2 separate regions of the Mus musculus genome follow, and region 1 is linked to region 2. Evidence: chromatin contacts called from public Hi-C data. All regions are on one chromosome and are shown on one strand. The core of a region is the stretch at or near the end of the contact, and the rest is flanking DNA. Distances in the headings are between cores, read along the strand shown.

What was found. Hi-C and Micro-C count contacts between places; a contact is called where the count stands out from the background.
Region 1: a Hi-C map of uterus shows a contact between it and region 2, with 2.8 times the contacts expected there. The contact joins two enhancer-like sites. A contact is called at or near these places in 1 of 484 Hi-C or Micro-C datasets (uterus) and 1 of 9 other capture datasets (embryonic stem cells).

What each region holds. Positions count from the first base shown.
Region 1 is chr13:60,407,749-60,414,309 of GRCm38.p6, forward strand. No RefSeq gene overlaps it. Among named protein-coding and RNA genes, the nearest start is that of Gm35333, 24 kb to the right of the region's middle. Within about 2 kb of position 2,518, at least 98 of the 459 cell types and tissues checked have an H3K27ac peak or open chromatin away from gene starts, as enhancers often do. A contact at or near this core is called in uterus, where this site is marked.
Region 2 is chr13:60,098,228-60,105,271 of GRCm38.p6, forward strand. The region is part of intron 1 of A530065N20Rik (RIKEN cDNA A530046M15 gene); the gene reads left to right. Among named protein-coding and RNA genes, the nearest start is that of Gm46420, 25 kb to the right of the region's middle. Within about 2 kb of position 1,809, at least 17 of the 459 cell types and tissues checked have an H3K27ac peak or open chromatin away from gene starts, as enhancers often do. A contact at or near this core is called in uterus, where this site is marked.

The sequences.
Region 1 (6,561 bases), core at 1,268-3,767, 310 kb after region 2:
CCAGTAAATAGAAAGAAATGATTGATAGATAAATAAAGCAGAGAAGGAGGGACCTGCCCACCATTAATGCCTGCTTAGATATACAGACTCCATTGGAACAATGAGGCTAACACCGCCTCCCCTCCTCACTCCTTCCCGGTTGATCCTCCCACTCCAGCATGGTACTGCCTACCTGAAGAGTCTCTGGCTTCAGCCCTTCTCTTGTTTGGCTTTCACCCAGTAAGTCTGACAAAGGAGCAGTCATTAGAACACATCTTCTTTGTATTCCTACAGTCAGGGGTTACAAAAGATGATCCAGGGAACCCTCCACATGCCTGGAGAAAGTAGCTTTACCTTTCTGTTCCAGTCAAGGATACATTTCACTTTATAGAACAGGGCCATCTCTCAACTCCAAGTGCAGGGCAGAAGAGAATGCGTTTGTACATGTGTTGCCAGCCTTGGCCATGGTCAAAAAGCACTTCTGTACTCTGGCTTTGTGGACAGGCTAGCTCTGCCTCCATCTTTGTCTCAAATGCAATAGCCATCCGTTTTCATCTATAATATCTGCTCTCTGTTGTTTTGAACACTTCGAGCATGACCTACTTCTACAATGTGACTTTTGGGGACTATACCTCCAGTCTCAGAAATGGGCCAAATGTCACTAACCTGGGCATCAAGGCACATAATCCACAGAGCCACAGAATGGGTGGAAGAAGGTGCCCGACTCACTTTTGCCAGCCAGAGACATCCCAGGAGTGAGTGAGTCCAGAAGGAAGTATCTTGCTCTTTGTCATTCTGGATGAGCTAGAGATAATGACCCTGGATTGATTATCCCTTGTTGGGGTGGGTATGAGACGCTACCTAAAAGAATAAGCAAACACTAGAGCATAGACATCTGAGCCATAGGAAAAGCGAACCTTAATGATTACACTGGAGTTCCTGAACACAGCTGGGGTTTCAGAGACAATGGATATATTCCCTTCATCCAAGGAGTTTAGGGCCTGTGGGTACCAGAGATGCTTCCTTCCATACTACAGTGGGGCAGAATTGGTCCTTCACACAGGGAAGCAGCACCTGGCAGAGGCAGAAACCCACTTAGGGAAAAAGAAGAAGGAGACCTGGGATGGTGAGGTTGTACAGGCAGGATGGCTGAGATGGCACAATTCAGGAAATGCCAGCTTCCTGGTGGTTTGAGTAGGAATGGCCCCCACAGACTTGTGTGTTTGCATGTTTGACCCATAGGGAGGGGCACTATTCAGAGGTGTGGCCTTGGAGGAAGTGTGTCACGGCAGGGGCTGGCTTTGAAGTCTCAGATGTTCAAGCTAGGTCGGGCGTGGGTCATTTGCTTTTCCTGCTGTCTGTGGATCCAGATAGAGAACTCTCGGCTCCTTCTCCAGCACCATTTCTGTCTGTCTGCCTTCCACCATGTTTCTTACACCATGACAAGGATGGACTGAACCTCTGAACTGTAAGCCAGCCCCAATTGAATGTTCTCTATAACAGTTGCTGTGGTCATGGTGTCTCTTCACAGCAATAAAGCCCTAAGGATAACACCAGGGAACAAGGGTATACAGGAAGCCAGTGGTATACTTACCAGAGGGCTGTTACTGAACACAATTCAAGAAATAGGGGGGACCCAAGGCAGGAGGCAGAGTGGGACAGACCAATAGCCGTCTTAATGGGCACCTTCAGCCAAACCAGCAGCAGGCAGTGTTCACCCTGCAAGCCCTCTGTCCCCACCCCTCTGCTTTGAACGATACCCAGAACTTTGGGATCCTGGAGTCCAGAGCAGCAGGAGATCGCTTATTCGCGTGTTCATAGCAAAATGAGCGAAAACATGGTTCATGCAGAGTCAGTATATGGGTTTTTTTGTTATTGATGTTGCTTTTTGTTTGGTTGGTTTTGTTTGTCTGTTTGTTGTTGATGGAATTAGTTACAGCCAGTCTCTCTTATCCCCATATTCCTAGTAATTCCAGGACTTGGATGGCGGGGTAGGGAGCCACAAAATTCCTCGTCATAAATCCTAGGGCCCATCCCCAACAGCCGAGGCTCAGATGCGAATCGTTTTTCATTTGGTCTCAAGTCATTTTTTGAAAGGCCTGTTTTTCATTAGGAAGGTAACTTGAGAGTCCCTGGGGGAAGGAAGGGGGTGTGCGCCAGGCAGAAGAGAGCTGATTTTCCCTTCTGACTCAGGCTTGCTCTTTCCCTGGCTCTCCTTGGTCTAAGTGCGGCCAAGCCTTTTGCAATTTATGGAGACAAAAGAAAGAGAGGGAGGGGGAGAAAGGGAGGGAAGGGAGAAATCACACATAAATCTTAGATTCCACAGCAATTTTATCGGTGTGTGTGTGTGTGTGTGTGTGTGTGTGTGTGTGTGTGTGTGTGTGTGTTTGCTTGCATATTTTCATAAAACAGGCACAGTCAAAAGGCACTGGCTTTTTTTTTTTTTTTTTTTTTGGCCACACGGGTGTCTGTCATGGGTTGAATACGTCCCAGGTGTGGCTCCTTCAGCATTCCGTGTACACATGGTTCTCATTACTGCATCCCCAAGGGCTTGGAAGCACGCGCTTCTACCTCCCCCACACAGCCACAACTGAGAACAGGCAGATGCCAACTGGAAGGGCAGTGTTAGAAAACCAGTACTGGAGATGAAGCCTGCACAGGCCTGTAAACTGCAAGCCATCTCCTACCCCACCGGGTCTCACAGGCCTTCTCTAAATGCCCATCCCTGAATCTACTGGTGACTGGACACAGAGATCCTAGGGCACAAGAGAACCAAGGCCTAAGGAGGCCACATCATATCTTCTGGTGACCACTTCATTGTCTGTCTGTGGGTCTGTGAATAAACTCATACTACTGTGATGAGAATATTTGGATTTTTAAAATGCTTTCATTTGACAATCTCTTCTCTAAAGGGCTATTTATAGTAAGCAGAGAGTTGAGGTTAGATCAAGAGCTCGGTGCTTACGAATGCTTTCTGCTCTTCCAGGGGACTTGGGTTTGGTTGCCAGCACCCAAGTCTCACAACTTCTGCTCCAGGGGACCCAGCACCATCTTCTAACATCCAGGTACTTGTGTACCTGCACAAACCCACGCACAAATGCACATGTGCACACATAACTAGGAGTAAAATTACATCTTAGTGATTCTCTTTCCTACTGTGATAATAAGGGGAAGAGAAGCAGCTCGGAGATTGTGCAAGCAGGCGGCCACGAGCCTTAATAAAGGATGCTTTGAGACTTGGGAAAGGTTCTTCTCCTCCTGCTACTTTGGCTTCCTCCTCTGGAAAACTGAGGGTTAAACCACATGATCCCTTGGCAGCCTCCACCATTGGAATACTGAGCTTCTCCTTATTGAATATAGGTCCTTAAAAAAAGAAAAGTAAAACTATAAAGATAAATGCAGGATTGACTATATAACCCTTATCCAAAAAGGTACAGGAACAGAAAGTGGGCATTGCAGTTGAACACACCTAACCCAAAGTATCAAAAGTGCAAAATGTCCCAACCTATACCGATCTTGGAAGGCTGTGTGGGTCCTCAGGACGTTTTAGGGGACTGGAGTATATTGATTTCAGATCTTCATATCAGGGCTGTTCAGCTTTAGCATTCCAGTTACAACAAAGAGAAACTACAATCTTCCATGGTCATTAAGAAAGGTAAGTCGCCATTAGAGTGGGAGTGTGGAAATGCTTTAGGCAGGTGCAGCTCACCGAAGACAGACTGGAGTTCGTTACCTTTTTGGCCCTTCCTTCTCAAAGACTCAGTCATGAAAAAGCAATCTTACAAAACACAAGCTTGTTGGACTTTGAGACCAGGCCTAGAAACAGCAGCAGACGCAAGACTGAGGAGGAATGATCTTTGCATTTGTGATCAAAGGTCTGACCCAGATGTCCCCTGCCCCTGTCAATCATATAACGAATCCTATGTGGTCCAGGCAGGGTGGCATCACATCTCTTAAGAATTTCACAAGAGGCTTCAGGTAGAGTTACCAGTTCCAGGGCAGCCCTTGGTAACCCCCACCACCTCCAGCCTCATCTCTAGTGGAGATATCTTCAAAGACAAGAAAGTAGGTTAGGGCATGGGTCTGGTGTGGACATCCAGTCACATGAGCTCACAGACAGGTCCATTATTTTTTTCTGAATGAGTATGAATAATATATTCATAGTATGCAATGTGATGTTTTGGCCTATCTATATACATTGTGGTATGATTAAATCAAGACAACTAACATATCATTGTGCTATATATTTACGATGAGTACATTTTAAATCTATGCACCAATTTCCATGTATATTACAAATTATTATCAGCAATTGTCACTGTGTGGTACAGTAGACTCTTGGAACTTATTCCTAATGGAAACATTGTATCCTTTAACCACACACCACGCCCATCTGCAACCTAGCCTGAAGTAACCACCTTGCTTCTGTTTGTTTCTCTGGGCTTGATATCTTTAGATAAATTCACAAGAGTCACCCAAGGCAGTATCTGCCCATGGCTATGTATTAGTTATGTATTAGTTATGTTGTCACCATGACCAAGGCAGCTGATAGAAGGAGAGTTTGGCTTATGGTTGCAGAGGGATAAGAGTGTGTCACAGCGGGGAGAGTGGGAAACAAATGGCACTCATAGCAGCGGAAACAGAAAGCTGAGGCTCATGTCTTGAACAGCAAGCAAACAGAAAAGCAGACTAGAACACCATGAGTCTTTAAACTCTCCAAACCTGCTTCCAGTGACATACTTCTTCTAGCAAGGCTGACTGAGTTAGGGTTTTACTGGTGTGAACAGACACCATGACCAAGGCAGCTCTTATAAAGGACAACATTTAATTCGGCTGGCTTACAGGTCAGAGGGTCAGTCCATTATCATCAAGGCAGGAGCATGGCAGCATCCAGGCAGGCATGGTGCAGGAGGAGCTGAGAGTTCTATATCTTCATCTGAAGGCTGCTAGCAGAATACTGACTTCCAGGCAGCTAGGATGAGGGTCTTAAAGCCCACAGTGACACACCTACTCCATCAAGGCTACACCCACTCTAAAATGGCCTCACCCACTCCAACATGGTCTCACCTACTCCAACATGGCCTCCTTCTAATAATAGTGCTACTCCCTGGGTTGAGCACACATAAACCATCACAAAGGCCATACTTTCTAAACCTTCCTACACAATGCCACCAACTGAAGACCACGTGCTCGAACATCGGAGCTCATAGTGGATAATCTCACTCAAGTCATATCTGTCTCAGTTCACTAAGCCTCTGAGGCTCAAATGTGCAGTAACAAATGGCAGGATTCCCTTCCTTTGAGGCTGGGTATTCCAGGAAGGCATGTTCCATTTTTCCTTGAGCAGCTGATGCACACTTAAACTGGTCCATGTCTTGGCTGTTACAGACAATTACTGCCATGAACTCAGAGAATGAATGTTTCAGCAAGTGGATTTTATTCCTTCTGATAGCTGAGTTTAATCTATACCTCTCAGGTGGCTTGATTTTGTGCAGAAGGCCAGAGAAGATGACAAGGACCTAGAAGACACCAGGTTATATGTTGCAGTGAAGCTATAGAAAAGCAAGTCTTGGGCCTAAGATGCCTTGAGGGCAGGTGGTGTAGAGATGGGATTCAAGGACTGGAGTCCCGGTTCCAGTAAAACCCAGATTGCTAACTTCAGAGCCTACCTACTCTCAACTAGGAGATGGGACAGGCCCTCCATCAAAGCTTCTGGGACACATGGAGCTACTAAAAAAGACTGAAGGGCGAGAGCTCTGACCCTGCTAGTCACTCAGCCTTGCTTGCCTGCTGACTGGTGTATTCCTACCTGAGAACCTGGACACTTGTCTAGTCTGCCTTTGCTTAGCCCTCCCCTTCCCATCACATTATAGAGCTGAAGATGTGCTAGAGAGTCCTTGTTATCACATGAGCTTGAACCTTGCCTTCAGCTTCCAGCCCCTGTCAATCATATAACGAATCCTATGTGGTCCAGGCAGGGTGGCATCATCTCACATTGTGCCAACTCCAGGAATACTATTTTCATTTTAGTCAGTGCCTAAACACATTTGACATTATGAGTGGAGATGTGGGACTACTTCAAACACTGTTTCCATCAGATACATCCCAATGAGGGTGTAACAAGGTATTGGTAAATTTTCCACACTCTGAGGAAGTCCTTGGCCAACCATCAGATCTGAAGCAACCATCGGGATGTACACACACAGGCACAATCACACACACACACACACACACACACACACACACACACACACACACCACACACTAGGACAGACTGACTTCTGACACACCAGGACAGATCTGACTTGTGACTCCAAATTCTAACCATACCAGCTCTGCAGCTGAGTGTTTAGAAAGTCTCTCTCATCTTCAAGAAGCTCCGACAAGTCAAGAGTTTAGAACTTTCCAGGTAGATTCATGTTCTGAGACTTCACAATCACCCAAAGAAGTGAAGAAAAAGAATAAGAAGAGGAAGAGGAAGAGCATCAAAATAAAGCTTAAAACTTGGGATAAGGGGCTAGAGATATGGCTCAGGTGTTAAAAACAGTGAATCTTGACATGTAAATGAAGAAAATATCTAAT
Region 2 (7,044 bases), core at 559-3,058:
CAGATGCCCTGGAGCTTGAGTAATGGATGTGAACCACCGACCTTTGATGCTGGGCATCAAATCTGGATCCTTTGGCTCTTTAAGTTTAGAAGAATGGGGGCTCTTAACCTCTGAGTCATCTCTTCAGCCATTTTAAAAAAGGTTTTTGTTCTTTCATTTTTCAAAGCGCTCAACATCTTTCTGAGCCAGCATTATAAAGACTGAGTTTGTGGAACACTTTGGAGTTTAATGTCCTTTATGGCTGGAATGTAAAATGTCCCTTGCAGGCTCATGTGTTGAACACATGTTCCCCAATTAGTGGTGCTGTTTAGGGCAGGTGTGGGCCTTTGGGGTAGGCGTGGCTGGTCAGAGTGAGTCACTGGGGACAGCCTTTGAGAGTCATAGCACAGCCCACTCCTGCTCTAAACTCTGTTCCCTGTCTGCTGCCTCAGTGTGACCCAGAGTGTCACACAGTCTCAGGCAGGCATAGCGGTACACACCTATAATCCTGTCACTCCAGAGGCTGAATGAAGTAGGAGGATCTCAAAATTCAGACCTGTCACTGCCAGACTGCATGCTGAGATCCTATTTTAATAATAATAACAACAACAACAACAACAACAACAACAACAACAACAGAAAGAGCCAAACACCCTGTAGCATTTGAGAATAGCTGCCTGGATGTAAGTCATCTGTCTTATACTTGGCTTGTCTACGTTAATCAAAACATCTACACTTCTAGTTTCTCAGCTGTAGCATGGGAATGTCTACGTCACAACCATGAATTTAATGATTTTTGCTGGATGTGCTCAGGACAGTTCTGAGGGGCATTGCTGCCTGCACTATACTCTAGTGTCAGTTTCATGCCGTGGTATCTCAGAGCTTACCAAATCATCTCCATTCAACGGAACTAAGGTCACGACAAAATGCCTTTCTTTTCCGCATTGACCAGATAATGGCATATGACTCTCTAAAGTGATGGTACTGACAGCTCGGTTCATTTTGGTGACCATGAAATAGAATGTTGAGAATTTAGTTGGCATTCCTCTTACTGAATATCTTTTTATTATTATTATTGGTTATTTTATTTATTTTCATTTCAAATGCTGTCTCCCTTCCTGGTTTCCACTCTGCAAACCACCTATCCCATCTCCCTCTCCTTTGCCTCTATGAGGGTGCTCCTCCACTCACCTACCCACTCCGACCTCACTGCCCTAACATGCTCCTATGCTGGGACATCAAGCCTCCACAGGACCAAGGGCCTCCTTTTCTACTGATGCCAGATAAGACCATCCTCTGCTACATATGCAGCTGAAGCCATGGGTCCCTCCATGTGTACTCTTTGACCCTGAATATCTATTTTAAAAAGACTTGTTTATTTACCGGATGTGTTTTGCCAGTCTTGTGTATGTACATACCACATGCATGCAGTACCCATATACACCAGAAGGGGGTGTGAGATCTCCCGGAACTGGAGTCACAGATGGGTGTGAGCCGCCTTGTGGGTGCTGGGAATTGATCTGGATCTGCTAGAGGAGCATCCTTGATCTCAGCTATCTCTTGTAGCCCCCTCTTGTAGCCAGTTAAACTTGGGTTGTCTCTGGAAGCATCCCATCTCCTCCCCACGCTGGCTAGAGACCTACTGGAGCTAGTAAATTAAGACTTCTACTTTTGACGTTTGGGCCGGGAGAGAGCGAAAACCGATCTAATAATAATTAGTTATGGTTTAACATGCGAGATCGGAATGTTCTCGTTTTTCACTCTGGGGCCTGGTGAGAAGGAGTTGAGGGAGAGAGGCAAGATTGATGGCAAACAGAGACTTTCACTGTTCCCATGCCAAGAGAAGCAAATGATCCTCAGGCGCCTCCTTATATCATGTTAAGAGCCCGTGACAGCCCTAAAAGAAATGGAGAAAACCGGCAAAGGTGGGGGATAAAAGAGATTCCCTTTATTGTTCTCTGAGGCCAGGCACCTTGGCACACGCATCACTGCTTGCTCACTTTGTAAAGACCGCAGTTTCCACCCCCCTCAACCCTGACAGCCTACCCTACCCCTCCAGGCCCCCGCTCCCGCCCCCCACCCCTGACAGCCTACCTCTCCAGGCTCCAAGAAGGAGGGTCTGGGCTCAGATAACCGGCTCTGTTAAAGAACAGCTTGTTTTTGTAACTCTGGCAATACAGTTCCTTTCCACTTAATGAAGTGGGGTGATGTTGTGGATAAGACATGACCCGACACAAACTCTAAATACCGAGTCCAAATGTTATGGGATCAACCCTTCCCAGAAATGTCCAATGTTCAATGTAAAAATCTGTGTCCCTGGGGCTAGCCGCTATGGGAGAATTTCATCAACATTTCCAAGGGAAAATACTGGGGAAGGGGAGCCTGTGTGTGTGGATGTGTGTACCTGCCACATAGCTGTTACAGGACACAATGTAGGGAGATCTGCTCATTTCCTTCTGGTGAGAAATTTGGAGGGAGAAATCTGAGCTGGTCAAGAAGAGAAGTATAAAACAACTCACGAGTGTCACTCTGTTCAAGAAGGTACTGGAGTAGAGCAACAGATGGTGTCTTTCAAAGAGTGGCCCCGCGGTTTTAATTTACCTTATAATATTGGCTGCAGAGATGAGTCTGAGCACTGATCCAAGAACACACGGAGGGCAGGCCACTGAGGGCCAGATGATCTGGGCCTCCTCAAATCCAAGTCTGATGCCCAGTGGTGCCCTGGGGAAGACTCAACAGTTATGGCCCAGATGGGGACATGTGACAGGTGCCAGCAGGCACAAGGAGCCAACTGTCTGGCTCTACTCATCATGGAGGAGATTATGTGAATCCATGGATGAGAATTTGGGCAGAGTGCTATCTGTAAAGAACAGGGATGTGGTAGCCCAGGGTAAATGGGGCTTCACAGGGTGTGAAGGAACAGTACAGATGAAAGATCTTACAAGACCTTCAGCTTCTCCTCCCTTAGCAGTCAGATCCCTATTTAATTTACCATTGTGCCCCCTCAAAATTTCTGCCTGCTCTTCCCAGTCCCTCATCAGCCCACACAGATGATTGAAACTGGGGACCAGACCAAGGACGGAAAGCTTCATCAGGCCCTTTAGCGCACCCTGCCTTCTTCAAGGAGTTGATGTAGATTTGAGGGTCGTTTTGCATGAAATCCAAGTTTTCTGATGATAGCATTGAAAACAGAGGGAGAAGAGATTAGATCATGACATCCAAAAGGAGTAATATTTCCCTACTGGCCGATGTTGGCAGGTAACCGCCAAGGGCAGGTGAAGGGCTGCTGCTGAGGGAGGACTCCGAAATTGCAGAGTGGGTGTCCCTTGAGAGGGTCTTGGATTGGGGGAGTGTATGTTCATAGGAATTGGCAGAAGCGTATACTTTGAAACTGAGTCAGGCATGAGCATCATTTAGGAGCCTAGCTCCACCCCTAGAATGTCTGACTTAGAAGAGCTAATTGCCTTCTAGCAAACTCCTAGGTGCTAGGGCTGGTCTAGGCTGCACTTTTGATAAAGAAATTTGCATGGAACCTACTGATTTATAGCCACATCTGCACCTGTGCTCTGGAAGGAACTGTAACAGGCTGCAGTAAAGCCAGTGCCCACCGACTGGGCTCTTCTCCGGTTCGCTGCTGGAGGGTTCAGGATGATCCTAGATGCACAGATGCAGTTGCTACAGTGAGGATCCAAAGGCTCTGACCCCGGCCTTGCCACTGCTAAAGTGAACTTGGGAGTGTGGGAAATGATTGGAAGAAGCCTGGTGGCCTTAGTATACACATGTGGGAGAAATGAGATAAGAGGGGGAAGAGAGGAGGGGAGAGTGTCTAGGAGAAGTTAGAAGGCTTTAGTATAAAGGGGGGGAGGGAAGGTAAGGGAGGAAAGAGGACTGAGAGAGGAAGAGGGAAAGGAGGAGCAAAAGGAGAGGAGGGGAGGGGAGGGGAGGGGACAGAGAAAAGAGGGCCTAGGAAAAGTCTGATGGCTTCAGTATACAGATGGGTGAGGACGGGTGAGAGAGGAGAAAGGAAAGAGGAGAGAGAGAGAGAGAGAGAGAGAGAGAGAGAGAGAGAGAGAGAGAGAGAGAGAGAGAGGAGATAGAGACAGACAGACAGACACACACACACACACACAGACACACACACACACACACACACACACACACACACACACAGAGAGTTCAATTTCATCTCCAGCTGTGACACTAGACACTAGACTAGAAAGTCCACACATTTCTTAACCCCTTTGAACTTCAATTTCCTCCTTTGTGAAACTGAGGCCAGAGGGTCCATCTTTTTGTCTGCCAAATGAAGTCCATCCTGGCTTGTTTTAGCAGAGAAGAGATTTATGGCAAGGATATTGGGAAAAATGAACTGTTTCACCAACAAATCAGCGGACTGAAAAAAAATGAGAGGGTTTGTACGGTTGTTGAATAAAAGAACTGTAAGAGACCTAACACCAGGGCAGCCAGTGGGTTTCGCATGGACCATGATTTTAGAGGAAAACAATGGAGGCTGTAAGCACTGCTGAGTGCTACTCATTGTAGAATGACCAGGGATGCTGTGTGGGGTAGCTGACATGGGGGCCATGTCCTTGTATTGTATGCTAACATTCTAAGGTGAAATAACACAATATCTGTGATTTGTACTGAAAAAGAAAAGCTCCAGAGAAAGAAACAAGTGGGAGAGGAGAGAGAGAGGAGGGAGCAGAGAACCATCAAAGGCAGCCATGACAGAATGCCGCTTGCTGGTACATCCTGGTTGAGAAGCCATGGGAATTTGTTTTCTGTTTGAGTGCACATGCATGCTGGAATTGGGTTGGAATTCTTCATGGCAAAATGTTCCAGTGAAGCAGAAAGCACCCTTTCTAAAGAGCCTGGAGAGAAAGGCTCAGATACCCGTCACAGAGGAAGCCAGACCTGTCCTTGCCACCAAGCTAGCAAAGGTAGCTGGGAAGGGACTCTACATTTCCAGATTCTAAGGTAGGCGTGTTTCTGCCATCAAGTATCTTCAAGAAGTAGGAGTTTCCCAGGTGACGGGAAGGAATCACAACCATCCCTAGAGGCCATAGTGATTCCTAACCCATATAAGTGCATCTCTTTTTCCTGTCCCTAAGATGAATACACCCCACATCCCCATCGTGTGTCTGAGTGTTTTACTCAACCCTCTTGAATATCAATAATTTGCCAGTCTCTTGTGGAGGACTTTGAGCCAGCCTGCTCTGACAGAAGCAGACTTTGTGTGTAGAAGAGGAACCCAGTAGGTAATACTATGTTGTGTATCTGTATCCCGTCTCTTATTCTATTTCTTCCCCAAGCCCACAGGAGCCCTCACCACCAGTCCTATTTATTCTATGTAAACAGTTGTGTTATGGTTTATATATGCTCAGCCCAGGGAGTGGTACTATTAGAAGGTGTGGCCCTTTTGGAGTAGGTGCGGCCGTCACTGTGGGTCTGGGCTTTAAGACCCTTACCCTAGCTGCCTAGAAGTCAATATTCTGCTAGCAGCCTTCAGATGAAGATGCAAAACTCTTAGCTCCTCCTGCACCATGCCTGCCTGGATGCTGCCATGTTCCCACCTTGATGATACTGGAATGAACCTCTGAACCTGTAAGCCAGCTCCAATTAAATGTTGTCCTTATAAGAGTTGTCTTGGTCATGGTGTCTGCTCACAGCAATCAAACCCTTACCAAGACAAGTGGTTGAACATCCAGTGTTGCCTTTCATGGCGTCCTCTGTCAGGTCCCTTGGTTCTTTTGCTGTATGGGCTTCAGCTGCCTAGTTGTTCTAGACTGACAGTCTTGCTGGTTCTTCAGCCACAACCCTGTGCACATGTGCAGTAGTTTACCTGTTCTCACTGCTTTGAGTCTCCTCTGAGACTTCTGCTGGTGTAACATGACATACTGCTACTTGAACCAACATGTATTTTCATGAGCAGAGGGGGTATACTATAAAGCAACCGTAAAACACACAGGGCAGTAACAGTTGCTTGCTATCATCATTTGGGTTCTGGGCGGTGCTCAATGGTAGATCCTTTCCTTTTCTTCAACTGCAAGTCTGGTAGGCTTTCTTATGCCTGTGTCACTGAGGACCTGCGAGAATGCATTGTGCTCGAATCAAATAGGGTAGATGCCACTAGATAATGAGAACTTTATGCTTCATAATATTCCTAATGATGTGATTGCTGCTTAAAGATATCTAGGTGCAGTGCATGACTGCAGCCTCACCTAGTTGTGTCCCTTTACGAATGTGACAATTGGGGCTGGACAGATAGCCTGGTATAGGCCACCATACCCAGAGTTTGCTCTGTGTTAGGCAAGAACTCTACAACTGAGCCACATCTTTGGCCCTCAATGACTTCTTACCGAAAGACAGAGACTAACAGTTTTTTTGTTTTTTTTTTTTGTTTTTGTTTTTGTTTTTTTATGTTAGGCTTCCCAAAGCAGAAGCTAAAGCAAGGATTCCATGCAGGTGCTTATTTGGGCAGTGATTCCAGGAAAGGGGTAGGGATGAAGAGGGCAGGGAGGAGTCTCCATGAGCTCTATGCTAACCCTTCCGCTACTGAGGGCAACTGAGACTCAGTTGCCCTTGTACTGGGCATAGGTATCTGTTCAGAGTTGCCCATCTGTGCTATTTAAGCCTGTGTCACTGGAGGTTGGCTGCCATGAGTCCACACACTCCCTGTTGCATGGTCAGAGCATGCCCATGGTCTGTGTAGACTTCTTACAGGGTTCTAGAGGGATATAGAAAGAAGCCATTGGGTTAAATTAAAAATGTATCTGATATGGACATTTTAGAAAACAAAGATTCTGGGCAAAATAATGAAAAATCCAGAAACATCCTACCAAGAAAAACAATAACAGATGTTTAATGGCTTTTATTATATTGGGCACCCTTTGAACTGTCATATGCCCTTTATTCATCAAAGCAAAGTCCCTAGTGGTTAGAAGGGGAAGGTTTTCCTTGGGCATCACAGTCCTAGTGGCTTGTGTGTTCTGGTGACCACAGGACCTGACAGAAACAGCTGGAGAAAAGTCGTGGCTTTCAGGGGTCCAGCTCCTGTGAGAAGGC